Linked DNA regions of Mus musculus: all the other regions are linked to region 1. The links are chromatin contacts, called in public Hi-C, Micro-C and capture Hi-C maps. All regions are on one chromosome and are shown on one strand. Each heading gives the region's core, a stretch centred on a gene start, on an enhancer-like site or on the middle of the called end of the contact. The rest is flanking DNA. Distances are from core to core; before and after follow the strand shown.

The links. A called contact is a pair of places that touch in the nucleus more often than the background predicts. Capture Hi-C pulls out chosen DNA fragments and counts their contacts.
Region 2: a contact with region 1 is called in a capture Hi-C map of embryonic stem cells, with 2.5 times the contacts expected there. The contact joins the promoter of Lhpp here to the promoter of Chst15 in region 1. A contact is called at or near these places in 2 of 39 promoter capture datasets (both in embryonic stem cells), 3 of 484 Hi-C or Micro-C datasets (all in embryonic stem cells), 5 of 115 datasets of contacts at active chromatin or transcription factors (embryonic stem cells, extraembryonic endoderm stem cells and memory CD8 T cells) and 3 of 9 other capture datasets (adipose tissue, embryonic stem cells and liver).
Region 3: a Hi-C map of cortical neurons shows a contact between it and region 1, with 2.0 times the contacts expected there. The contact joins the promoter of Gpr26 here to the promoter of Chst15 in region 1. A contact is called at or near these places in 1 of 39 promoter capture datasets (hippocampal neurons), 1 of 484 Hi-C or Micro-C datasets (cortical neurons) and 1 of 115 datasets of contacts at active chromatin or transcription factors (embryonic stem cells).
Region 4: a contact with region 1 is called in a Micro-C map of embryonic stem cells, with 4 times the contacts expected there. The contact joins the promoter of Fam53b here to the promoter of Chst15 in region 1. A contact is called at or near these places in 1 of 39 promoter capture datasets (embryonic stem cells), 4 of 484 Hi-C or Micro-C datasets (embryonic stem cells and hematopoietic stem and progenitor cells) and 2 of 115 datasets of contacts at active chromatin or transcription factors (extraembryonic endoderm stem cells and memory CD8 T cells).

The regions. Positions count from the first base shown.
Region 1 is chr7:132,315,822-132,318,659 of GRCm38.p6, forward strand. Chst15 (carbohydrate sulfotransferase 15) reads right to left here and starts at 1,407. Exons shown (of 8, transcript NM_029935.6): 1 at 1,226-1,407. Gm10584 (predicted gene 10584) reads left to right here. Exons shown (of 1, transcript NR_028578.1): 1 at 1-2,470.
Region 2 is chr7:132,609,314-132,612,027 of GRCm38.p6, forward strand. It overlaps Lhpp (phospholysine phosphohistidine inorganic pyrophosphate phosphatase), which reads left to right and starts at 1,330. Exons shown (of 7, transcript NM_029609.1): 1 at 1,330-1,517. The coding sequence starts at 1,393.
Region 3 is chr7:131,965,197-131,968,106 of GRCm38.p6, forward strand. Gpr26 (G protein-coupled receptor 26) reads left to right here and starts at 1,264. Exons shown (of 3, transcript NM_173410.3): 1 at 1,264-2,399. The coding sequence starts at 1,732.
Region 4 is chr7:132,812,379-132,815,179 of GRCm38.p6, forward strand. It overlaps Fam53b (family with sequence similarity 53, member B), which reads right to left and starts at 1,470. Exons shown (of 5, transcript NM_001381858.1): 1 at 1,203-1,470.

The sequences.
Region 1 (2,838 bases), core at 157-2,656:
GACCCGCTACCAGACACAACGCCCGCTTCCACTCCATTGGAGCACACAGCCCCACGGACTAGCACGCTATCAACATCCTCAGCGTCGCTCCTCGCGTCCGGGCCCCTGCCTTCTCGGCTTCCACCATCACCACCCGCCACCGCCGCCCCCACGGCTTAGCTCAGAGCTGCCTCGTTCTGCTCTCTGCTCCCCAGCTGGCGGGAGACACAGCTGAGACTCCCTAGTCAGGCCGCTTCGGGGACTAGGGTACAGCGACGATGGGAAAAGCGGCGAGTAAAAAAAGTTGAGACTGATCCCTCGGTTCCTCCCAGGCCTGTCCCCACGGTGTCTCCTCGGGAATCTTGCTCCCACAGACGCTGACGCCTGGGGCTGTTCCCCGAGACCCACACGAGCCTTCCCACCCAGAGCGGCAGTGCGGCTAGAGCCCGGATTCCCGAGGCGGCTCCGATTGGTACCCAGAGACAGTGGCAGATGCCCACGTACCTGCCCCAGGCTACGCCTGGAAACTTCCCCTAAAGTGTGCGGGGGAGGGGCAGTGAACACGACTAGGGGAATCCCGGTCCCCAGCTCTGCCTGTGGAGAGCTCGCTCCAGAAAATCGCCGATCTGTCTATTCATTGGCCTTATATCAGTCGTCCTTCCCTCTCAGTTCCTGGCCGACCCAGGGTCGCGCGAATTCTGACTCCTTGGGGCGGTTCTGCGGGACAGCTAGCCGGTGCGTGCCCCGCGGCGTGCGTCCTCCGCCGGCCTCCAGCTGTCCACAGCGCCACCACGCCAGCACCCGGTCCTCTGTCTTGGAGCTCGGACCACATTCGCTCTGTCTAGGGAGGGGGCGTGTGAGCCCCGGCTCCGCCACCGGTAGTCCTTCCCGCAGGGTCCCCAGGCGTGCTGGGCACCTAGAGCACGGCCAGGACCGCGCAGCGAAAAGGACGCCTCCTACAGGGGACCGTGCCTGTAGCGAGGAGGCCTGACCGAGGGGTGCGGGCCCAAACCTGCCGGAGCTCGGCGCGCTCCAAGTTCATTGTCTGCCTGGGCCGCCGCCGCCTCCGCGTCCGGAGCCTCCGCGCAGGGAGTGAAGCTGCACACAGCCCTGGCGGTCCGGACTCCCAGCGCCCATTCCCCGCCAACCTGGGCGAACCCGCAGAGGGGCACCGGGACCCAGAGCCAAACCTCCGCCCGCCGCTACTCGCCACCCCCTGCCCAGTCACCCAGAGCCCAACTTGTACCTGAAAAGCCCAAGACGATCTCGGAAGCCTCTGCAGCTCCGACTCCGCGGGAGCGCGCGCCCAGCCCCGCGCCTAGCACCCCGCACCCAGGGCGCGTCAACCTGACTCCCCGAGCGCTGGGAGGAAAAGTTTGGGAGTGACTTGCAGATGGCGAATGAAACCTCTGAACAGAACCCTCCCCCCGCCCCATGTCGCGCTGACACACATCAGCTCGAGTCTGGAATGCAAGATCAAGGCGTGCGCGCCCTGCTGAGCGGTGGGTTTGGTCCCCGCCCCCTCGCCCAGCAAGTAAATACAGTTTGTGTATTGCGGTGACTCCGACAAGACAAAACCGAAACCTGGTGTGTGTGGCAGTGACCCGGCTACCAGAAACAGTTTTAAGGAACTTGGCAGTCTAGAGACAGCCCATACATTGATATTCAAGGCCACTGACGCGAGTGGTTTCGGCGCCCTCTGTTGTATTTTTGCATTCTACAAAGGCTGCCTAGCTCTTGGGCCCTGTAGGTTTGCTTCTTCTGAGAGGTAAGGTTCTACAGGACCCCGAGTACCACTGCCGCAGTGGCCTACTGGGACTGCTTCAAGGAAAGGCTCCAGTGATCGGCTGTGGGCTGAAGATGAAATCAGTTAACATAAAATATGACACCTTAAACTCTTAAGACTTGTTCGGGACAGCCTTTGGAGCACCAAACCCCAGACTCTGGGGAATAGGATAGAAGCCACAGTCTTGGGTCTGCCCACGTTCCTATGGCCAGAGTCCAGCATCTTCTTTCTTGAAGCAACCGGGAAAATGCTCCCTAACTGTAAAATGCTGGCATATGTGCTAAAGGTGATTCTAGAGAACGGGAGCCCCTTTCAGTCTTGTTTGAGGTTCCCACCTCACCCCCCAAAGTCCTAGAGTTCTGGTTCAGCATCCACGGCGACTGAGTCAGAGGTCACAATCAGAGGGTCACGACTGCAGATAGGAACCCTGGATGACAGGGGAGTTCTTAAAAACCACTGTCTAGCTTCCCAACAAATACTGCCTCTTATATAAAAATCTGCAAAGAAAGATTAATGAAGCAGTGAGACTGCCCTCCCAGTCGGTAGACTGGATTGCTTTTCCCCCCATGTAGACTTGGCTTAGTGATTTGGAGGTCTTTATTATTTTTTTTAAACAAAAACCTTTTTTTTTCTAAAAATACAATGAGCTGGTTTTTGCAGAGTTCACAATTCCCAATAGATAATGATGCCATTTTTCATGGTCTTACACACGTTGTGGCTTTGGGGTTTATTTATTAGCTCCGGAGAAAAGACTGCCTTTCAGTAAGGTTTATATATTCGAGTAATTGCACTGGGACACAGTGCAGGTTGCTGTTTAAGAGGGTGGGTTGTGCAGGCGCCTACAAGCAAAGTCCTGGGCCAGGCAGCTGTCAGACCAGGGCATGCGGCCGGTTTAAGCAAACACAGTGAAGGTTCTTTGGAAACAGCAAGGAGGAAATCCCTTCCTGTAAGAGTGTGTGGAACATGATCCCTGGGCCACACGTATGGGGACTTTCCAATACATGCCCCATTATGGGGATAGCGCTGGGCCCACCCAGATGACTTTCAAATTCAGGTGTCAGAAATCACAGCTG
Region 2 (2,714 bases), core at 80-2,579, 290 kb after region 1:
AAGCAAACTTTCTCAAGTTAGAGCAGCTTCTTCAGTCTCTCTGTATAATATTGATCTCTAGCACAGTAAACCCACTCAGGGTAGACATTATACCTTTTATTTCTCTTGCGAGCAGCTCCTCTGGTAAGCTCATCAAAAGAATAATGCACACTTTGTTGAAATGCGTTAAAGTTCTAACATTCTGGGTGCTGGAGAGGTGGCTCAGTGGTTAAGAGCACTGGATGGTCTTTCAGATGGACCAGAGTTCAGTCCCAGCACCCACATCATTAATCATCAGGGTCTATATATAATTCTTGTTTCAGGGATCAACACCCTCTTCTGGCCTCCCGAGACACATAAAATTTGGTGTTTTTTTCTACTCATATTACCATGCTCTTTATTTTTGCAAGGCTGTTGTCTGCATATAACTTTTGAATTTGTGTTTTTCATATAATGTTAGAACAGAAGAGTTTTCCAAGGTAGTTAGCGGGAGTCTCTCTCTCTCTCTCCTTCTCCCTTTCTGTCCCTCTCCCCCCTGTCTTCCCCCTCCCTCCCCCTTCTCTCTCCAATCCCCTTCCCCTCTTTTTGTTTTGTTTTGTTTTTTTGTTTTTTTTGAGACAGGATTTCTCTGTGTAGTCCATGCTGTCCTGGAACTCGCAACAGGCTGACCTCAAACTCTGAGAGCTTCAGCTGCTTCTGCCACCTCCCCTGGCTGATCTTTCTTTCAGCACATTTCTTTCAGCATCTCTGATATGCAACCTGTATCCTCTACATTAATTTTCTTCAGCTTGTCTTGGCATTATCATTTATTTACACCGCAGTCATTCTGTTTGCACACGTTCCTTTAGTGTGTTTCCAAGGAATTGGATGGTGCCATCTAACCGCCTGCAAGATCTCTCCCTCTCTCTTCCATTTTTGAGACAGAACCTCACTACTGAGGCTAGGATGTCTCCAACACTTAAAATTTCATTTATTTAATTAGTATACGTGTGTGTGCATGCACTCGTGGGGAGATCTGGGGACAATGTCAGGAATAGGTTTTCTCCTGCTATTGTATGGGTCCTGGGAATAGAATTAAAGTTAAGTTTTGTGCCAAACACCTTTACCCCCTTGTGGCATCTTGGCTTCACACTCTCAGCCCTGCTGGGGATTACAGGTGAGAGCCATCCCTCCTGGACTGTTTCACTTTTCATTTCAAGTTGTCATGTCCTGACTCTTAGGGGTTTGAACTCCTTCCGCAGGATGCGTTCACTGCTTTTCCTGATAGTCAAGCGTCAGGCTGGTCCACGTGGTTCCCAGTTTGCTCCCGGCCCGCCCGCCGCGGATTACATTTCCCAGGCAACCCCGCGCGGGAGGCGTGGCTGCGGGATAAAAGCAGCGGCGACGCCGAGTTCGGATTTATAGCTGGACACGATGGCCGCATGGGCTGAGCGGCTGACGGGCGTGCGGGGAGTGCTGCTTGACATCTCCGGGGTGCTATGTGATAGCAGCGCAAGCGGTGCAACCGCTATCGCAGGCTCTGTGGAGGCAGTGGCGAGGTTAGTGAGCTCAATGCAGGGGGTTCCCGGCTGTGTCAACTACCGGGGGCGGGGCGTTCGCGCTAGCTCCGCCTTCTCGAGTGCTAGCTCCACCCCTCAGGCTGGCTAGGAACCTTGTCGGGGGAAGGTTGGGTTGGTCCTAGGCATTTATGGGTTGAAGCTGTGTTTTGGAAGCAGTTGGTTAACTTGCAAGTAAAATACAGATTCAAAAAGTGTAGACTATCTCATTAATATTGCAACCTGTTAGGCCGGGGAGATGGCTCCATGGGTAAAGACACTCATTGCCAGTTGTGTGTGACACCTGAGTTCAATTCTTGGGACCCACATGGTAGAATAAGAACGGTGGCTACCGTAAGTTGCCTCTCTCTGCCCTCCATGCATGTCCTCCATCTTAAAAGTAAATAAATGGAAAAGTTACTTTAAAATATTTCTTGATGTTGCTTACACGTTTAAGTGACTATTTTTAATATACTAGGCTAAGTAAACTATTCAAATGATCCACCTGTTTCTCTTAGAAAACTTTAAATCATATACATGGCTAGCCATCTAATTCTCTTGTATTGGTTTTGATTTGAGGAGGACAAGGGGTCTGGCTCATTACACCTTGCCAATGCAGAATGCTGTCAGAGACCACAATTGGCATTAAACCTGGGCTATTTGTCTTTGGTCCGCAGATAGCTTTGTGTAATGTGGATGAGCAGTTGGAGGCTGCTCATTGTTTAGCATTATTCTCTCAATATCACTCTCTGGGGTACCCTGACCTAACTAGCACTATTTACTTATTTGCAGTTAAGTAAGTCCTTTGATCCCGAGAGGCCCTCCCCTACTTATCTGTTTGTGTGTGTGTGTGTGTGCGTGTGTGTGCGTGCGCGCGCGCGTATGGTTGTGGAGAGAGAGAACACTTGAGCAAGAGGGGTGGCACTGATGGTGTAACAAGGACACAGACTATGTTTTGTAGCACAGTGAAAGGGACTGGTATGGGACAGCTAGTCCTAGGAAACACCTAGACCTTCTGGGTGGGTGAAAGTCCAGTTTACATGTCTTTCTGGCTTCTACATTGTCTCCACTAACTCCAGAACTTAAGGCTGGCTTTGTTTCACTGAGCCTTGGATATGAGCAGTTAATTCTGTGGAGGCCCCTCTTAGAGTGTAGCGGGACAGACACTGGACGATGTAAGCAGCCAGGACGTTATGAGGA
Region 3 (2,910 bases), core at 14-2,513, 350 kb before region 1:
CTTGAATCTATGTGAGGGAAGATAATTAGTGTGATGGGGGAGACACAACAGCTCCCTTAGGGAAACTGTCTATATTTGGTTTCTTTCAGACTGAGGTCTGGCTATGTACAGTCATCACTGGCCATCTCACCAGGCTCTGAAATACAGTGTAGGTGGTCACTGGAGGAGGTAGCATCCCATAGAAAGGCAAGAGACTGAGGAAGCTCTGAAAGTTGTCACCTGTCTGTCCACCAAGCACCTTTGAAACTACGGAGTCTGGACTAGGGATAGAAGAGACACAGTTCCCACATGTTTACCTGAGGGGAGGCTGAGACCCTTTATGTCCCAAACTCTGATGATCTGGATCAAACAGAGACATCCGCTATCCTCCCATTCTCTGAACAGTTCATCCACATGCCTAATAAGCTTATACTCGCTGGCTCGCCACACCCAGAATGGACAGGACAGCAGCTGGCCCAGGACACAATGAGTGTCCAGAACCAGCTACACCAGGACTACTTCTGATGACCATGGACAGAGTGTGTTCTTGACTGATGGCATGCCCAAGGGATGTCCCGGTGAGCCTCAAGTGACCTTGCACCATATCTGAGAGTGTAGCTGAATGACTAGAGAGTGAAGAGACGAAGCTCTGGAGACTCAGTGTCCAGCAGTACAGCAACTGCCTGCAGATAGATGAGGGGAGATCTCAGGAGATCTCTGGCCATAATGCAAGACAGAACTGTGAATTCTATCCCAGCTCAGCAGAAGCCTAGCCAAGCTCCCCAGTTCATCTTAGATAACAGCAGCAATCCTAGATGCTGGGCAGCTATGGGGCAGGTGGACTGGGTCAAGGTCTGGTCACCTAGGCAGGGACAAGCAGCACTGGGACATGAGGGTGCCCAGACATTCTTCCCTTTTCCTAGATTTCTTGACTCAGCCTGTCTCCAGCTCATATAGGGGAGGATAGAAAGGAAGGGGAGGAGGGGAGCCACTGGGAGCCAGCCATTCTGCAAGGGAGCCGGTAGGGCTCCTTCCCTCCAAGTGTGTGTGTGTGTGTATGTGTGTGTGTGTGTGTGTGTGTGTGAGAGAGAGAGAGAGAGAGAGAGAGAGAGAGAGAGAGAGAATCGGTGGGATTTCCTTCTCAGAAGCAGCCAGTTTCCTAAGAGAAAAAAGAGAGAAAGGAGAAAGAAAGGGAGGAGAAAATTGGAGGTGGGAGAGACAGAAGGGGGAGGGGGCAGAAAGTGAGAGCACACAGGAGACTGAGCACAGAGGCAGAGAGAGGGAGACAGAGAGAAAGCCACAAAGCAGAAGGGTGTGCGGAGCAGAGCCAGAGCTGAGAGGGACCCAGTAAGGGCGGGTGCAGGCAGACGCAAAGCCAGTGACCACAGGAGACTGCGACCCCGGATTCCAGGGCACTTCAGGAGGTCAGAGGAGCACAGGCCAAGAGGTGGTGCGGGACTGGGAGTGAACACTCGCCTAGGTGATCGCCGGTGAGGTGACCCCAGACTCCGAGTGGTTCCGTGCCCAGGTGCTCGCCTGGGAGGTGGCGCGGGGCTCCGGGAGGCTGCGTGCCTAGGTGCTGGCCCAGGGGGTGGCGCGGGCTTCTGGGTTGGTGGATGCCCTCTGGGTAGCCATGGCGACAAGGGCCAGGGGTCGCTGGGCTGCCGTGTCGCCTAGGGGCTGAGTCGACAGCAGGCTGCGCCATGGCGGCGCGGGGTTGCGGGCCCTGAGCGCCAGCGGCGGGCGCGCACCATGAACTCGTGGGACGCGGGCCTGGCGGGGCTGCTGGTGGGCACTATCGGCGTGTCGCTGCTGTCCAACGGGCTGGTGCTGCTCTGCCTCCTGCACAGCGCTGACATCCGCCGCCAGGCGCCGGCGCTCTTCACTCTCAACCTCACGTGTGGCAACCTGCTGTGTACCGTGGTCAACATGCCACTAACACTGGCCGGCGTCGTGGCACAACGGCAGCCGGCCGGGGACCGCCTGTGCCGCCTGGCCGCCTTCCTCGACACCTTTCTGGCCGCCAACTCCATGCTCAGCATGGCCGCGCTCAGCATCGACCGCTGGGTGGCTGTGGTCTTTCCGCTGAGCTACCGTGCCAAGATGCGCCTCCGAGATGCCGCCTTCATGGTGGCCTACACGTGGCTGCACGCGCTCACCTTCCCGGCCACCGCGCTCGCCCTGTCCTGGCTCGGCTTCCACCAGCTATATGCCTCGTGCACACTGTGCAGCCGGCGGCCGGACGAGCGCCTGCGCTTTGCTGTCTTCACCAGCGCCTTCCATGCGCTCAGCTTCCTGCTCTCCTTCATCGTGCTCTGCTTCACGTACCTCAAGGTGCTCAAGGTGGCCCGCTTCCACTGCAAGCGCATCGACGTGATCACCATGCAGACGCTTGTGCTGTTGGTGGACATACACCCCAGGTGAGTGCCCTGACCCAAGACTCTGAGCACTTGGTATTGAGTTAGGAAGGTCCCAGCATCCCGGGAGATCCCCTTTCTGCATCAATGGCATTAAGCACGGGTGGAATAGCAGATCCTGTTTAAACGGGTGCCTAGAGCTTCACTTTCTGAAACATGGGACTGAAACCCCAGCCAGAACATCTTGTTACCCTTATACTCTGGGCAGTGAACTCTGTTCACTTTTCGAAGCTTGAAAGTGGTTTGGATCTGAGAGGGGTATCTAGAGGATTGGAAAACCCTTAAGAACTCTTCAAATGGTGGGTGTTATTCCTCTGGGTCTTTGCAGTCCTGGGTGTGGTGCCACCTGGATCTCCTCGCATGAGTCCTCATTAAACAGAATCCATAGCACCTTCTCCCAGTGATGAGCTCTGAGGGCCCCAGTTCTTCTTGCCTTCCTAGAAGGTTCAGTCCATCGTTTTCTAGACTTGGAACCTCAAGGTCCCTTAAAGAATTTGTATCTCAGGTTTCTGAA
Region 4 (2,801 bases), core at 220-2,719, 500 kb after region 1:
ACCAACTCCTGCGAGACAAGTACCGAGGCGGCAGAGGCGGCAGCGGCAGCACAAATGGGGCCAGGACCTGAATGCAACCCACGACGGGGGCCACTTTCCCAACACCAGAGTCCCAATTTTACCGTATGGAAAACTCAAGAGTGTGGCCTATAGGAGGCAGAATCCCATTCACCAAATGCTGCAAAGAGCTTTTCTTTGTTCGCCATGGTACTAAGTACAGTACGTGTTAACGAACCCGGCGGTCAGGAGCATCAGGGGGCGTCCAAAGGCGAGGGTCCAGAACAAGCCTGCCCACGCAATTCCAGGCCCTTGTCCCACTCACCCGCAAGCACTGTTCCCCTAGTCTGAGGGTAGAAGAGGAGCTTGTGTATGTGGGGGCGGGAGGGGGGGTCGAGAAAACACTTGGGTCAACTCAAATCACCCTCTTCGGATTCTGGGTTTCCAAGTCTCTTTGGTCCCGGTTCCACCAAGTGAAACCCCTAGCTGGCAACCTGACTCCCACCGGCTAGCAAACCAAGGATTGGCAGAAAGAAAAAAAAAAAAATGTGACTAGGCTAGTATCCTGTGACGGACGGCCCTCTTCGCCATGTGCAAAAACCACGCCGGCACAGGCGACCCCCCACTCCTCAAGCCCTGGCCTCGGCCACGCCGCCTGCTTCCCCCTCCCTAGGCAGAGCGCCCTCTCACCCCCATCGACACCGCGCGGGTCAGTCGTGTAGCCTTGGAGTCGTCCCTGCGCGCCCGCATCCCAGGGGTGGCGGGTGTAAACTTCCGTGAACAAAAGAGTTGTCTGCAAACGATGCGGAACTTCGGGGCTCAGCGCCTTCGCTGCTGCCACAAGCCAGGGCTCAAGTTGAGCCTCAAAGGAGGAGGCTGCTCGGGACGCAGCCGTCTCCGCGGCCGTCCGCTGGGTCGGCGGAGCGCAGACTTTTCGGCAGCGCTAGGTTTGCTCGTCCCCCGCCAGCGCGCTGACAAGTCTCACGCCTGCACCAGGGCGAGCAAGAGTCGGCGCCGGTAGAAACCACCGGATCCGCCGTATAACAAGGAGACAGGGAGAAAGAAAGCCAGCAGCATTAAGGAAGGAAAGAGCGAGCGCAGCGCACGCGAGCCCAACTTCCCCCGCCGCCGCCGCCGCCGGGGAGCTCGCACCGACCCCACTCCGGACCAGCCCCCTGGCGCGGTTGCCCGGCCGGGTCGCTTACTGTGCGCGCCGGACGCGGGCCGTCACTGCAAGCGCTCGCCAAGTCGTCCGGGCTGCACGCCCGCGTCCGCCGTGCGCACGCTCTCCGGCCGGCGCCGAGCGCTTTGTACCGAGCGACTCCCGGGGAGGAGGAAATCGACTTGTCACTTCCTGAACTGTTTGCAACTCGTCCCTTTAACCGACCTCGGCCAGGCCGCCAATGCCCACTGCTGCCGCCGGGCAGCTCGACCGCGGCTGCGTGAACTCGGTGGCGCTGTGCGGGCGGCGTCGCGGCCGGGGCGCCCGGCGTGCCGCTACGAGGTGCAGTGCGCGCAGCCGCCGGTGGGCGGGGAGAGGGGGGGGGGTCCACGGCGCGCCTCCGTCAGTGTGGCCGGGTGTCCAGTGAACCCGCACCACGCACCTCTCACGCCTGGATGCCGGGGCTCAGGGAAGTAGCACCGCACAAGTCAGGATTGAAACTCAGGCCTCGTGGGCTTCAGATGGCCAGCTTCCGGGTTTGGCTTAGCAGTTTAAAAGAATCTGTGGCGAACAAGACCGCAAAGGGAGGTGGCACGGACTCTGGTGCGGTCACACTTTAGGATAATAAAGCACTGTTCCTGACTCTGGGTGCAATCGAATTTGAGGAATTTGTACTTCAGATGCCACATCCAAAATACATGCAACTGGGGAAGGAAGGATTTGCGGTTGCTAAGCAGAGGCAGGGCATGTTTAGTTCTGTAACTTAGGATGTTGACTCAAGTGCAGGAATGTAACCCTGATAGAATAAGCAGAGTATTTTCATTGTGCAGCTCACCTGGGGGGGGAGGGGATAACGTTCCTTGTGAAATGAAGTCCTAGATTTCCCATCACTCCTTCCTGCTGATGTGTGTTATTAACCTTATCCAAAAAGATTTTTAAGAGTTTTTTTTAAGACTCTATGCCTGTTTTGCGTTCCCCTTTGCCAAAAAAACAAAACACCTCATTACTTTACATGGATTGTGTCTGCACCGTTTGAATGGTTCTATTCATAAATCAGGAAACTTTTTCTGTTGCTTCGAGGAACATTTAATTGGTTTTAATCCAATGTTGCAATCCTAGTATCAAACATAAATGAACAATTAACTTTTTGAGTTTGTGTGCACTTGGGAAACTATTAGATTTCATGGCTATTGCTGAAATATTTCAGTTTGTGACCACACTGGACCTATTCTTTTCAGAAAGGCATAAGCTAACATATTTCACACTAACTACAGCTCATTTCAGAGACTCTGCCATAAGATGAAGATGCTCATCAGAAGGAAGGATGTGTGTTCACCTCAGAGAGATGATTCGAACATAATCAAATCACTCTAAGAAGGCCAAGTGTGCTAATACACAGACTACAAAGATGCTAATATCCATAATACATTACTTCCTTTTAAGAAACATGTTAAGGGCTATGTTTTTTTTTTTTTTAAAGGAATAAGAACCACATGTTCTGTCAAAAGAAGGCAGGCACATGGGCAAAGCAGAGGCTACTATAATACACTTACGGTCACTTCCCAAAAGCCACCTGATCACAGCACTACCACCTTAGCCTCCAAGCTCTGTAAGAATAGAATTTAATGCACTTAGCTTTTTT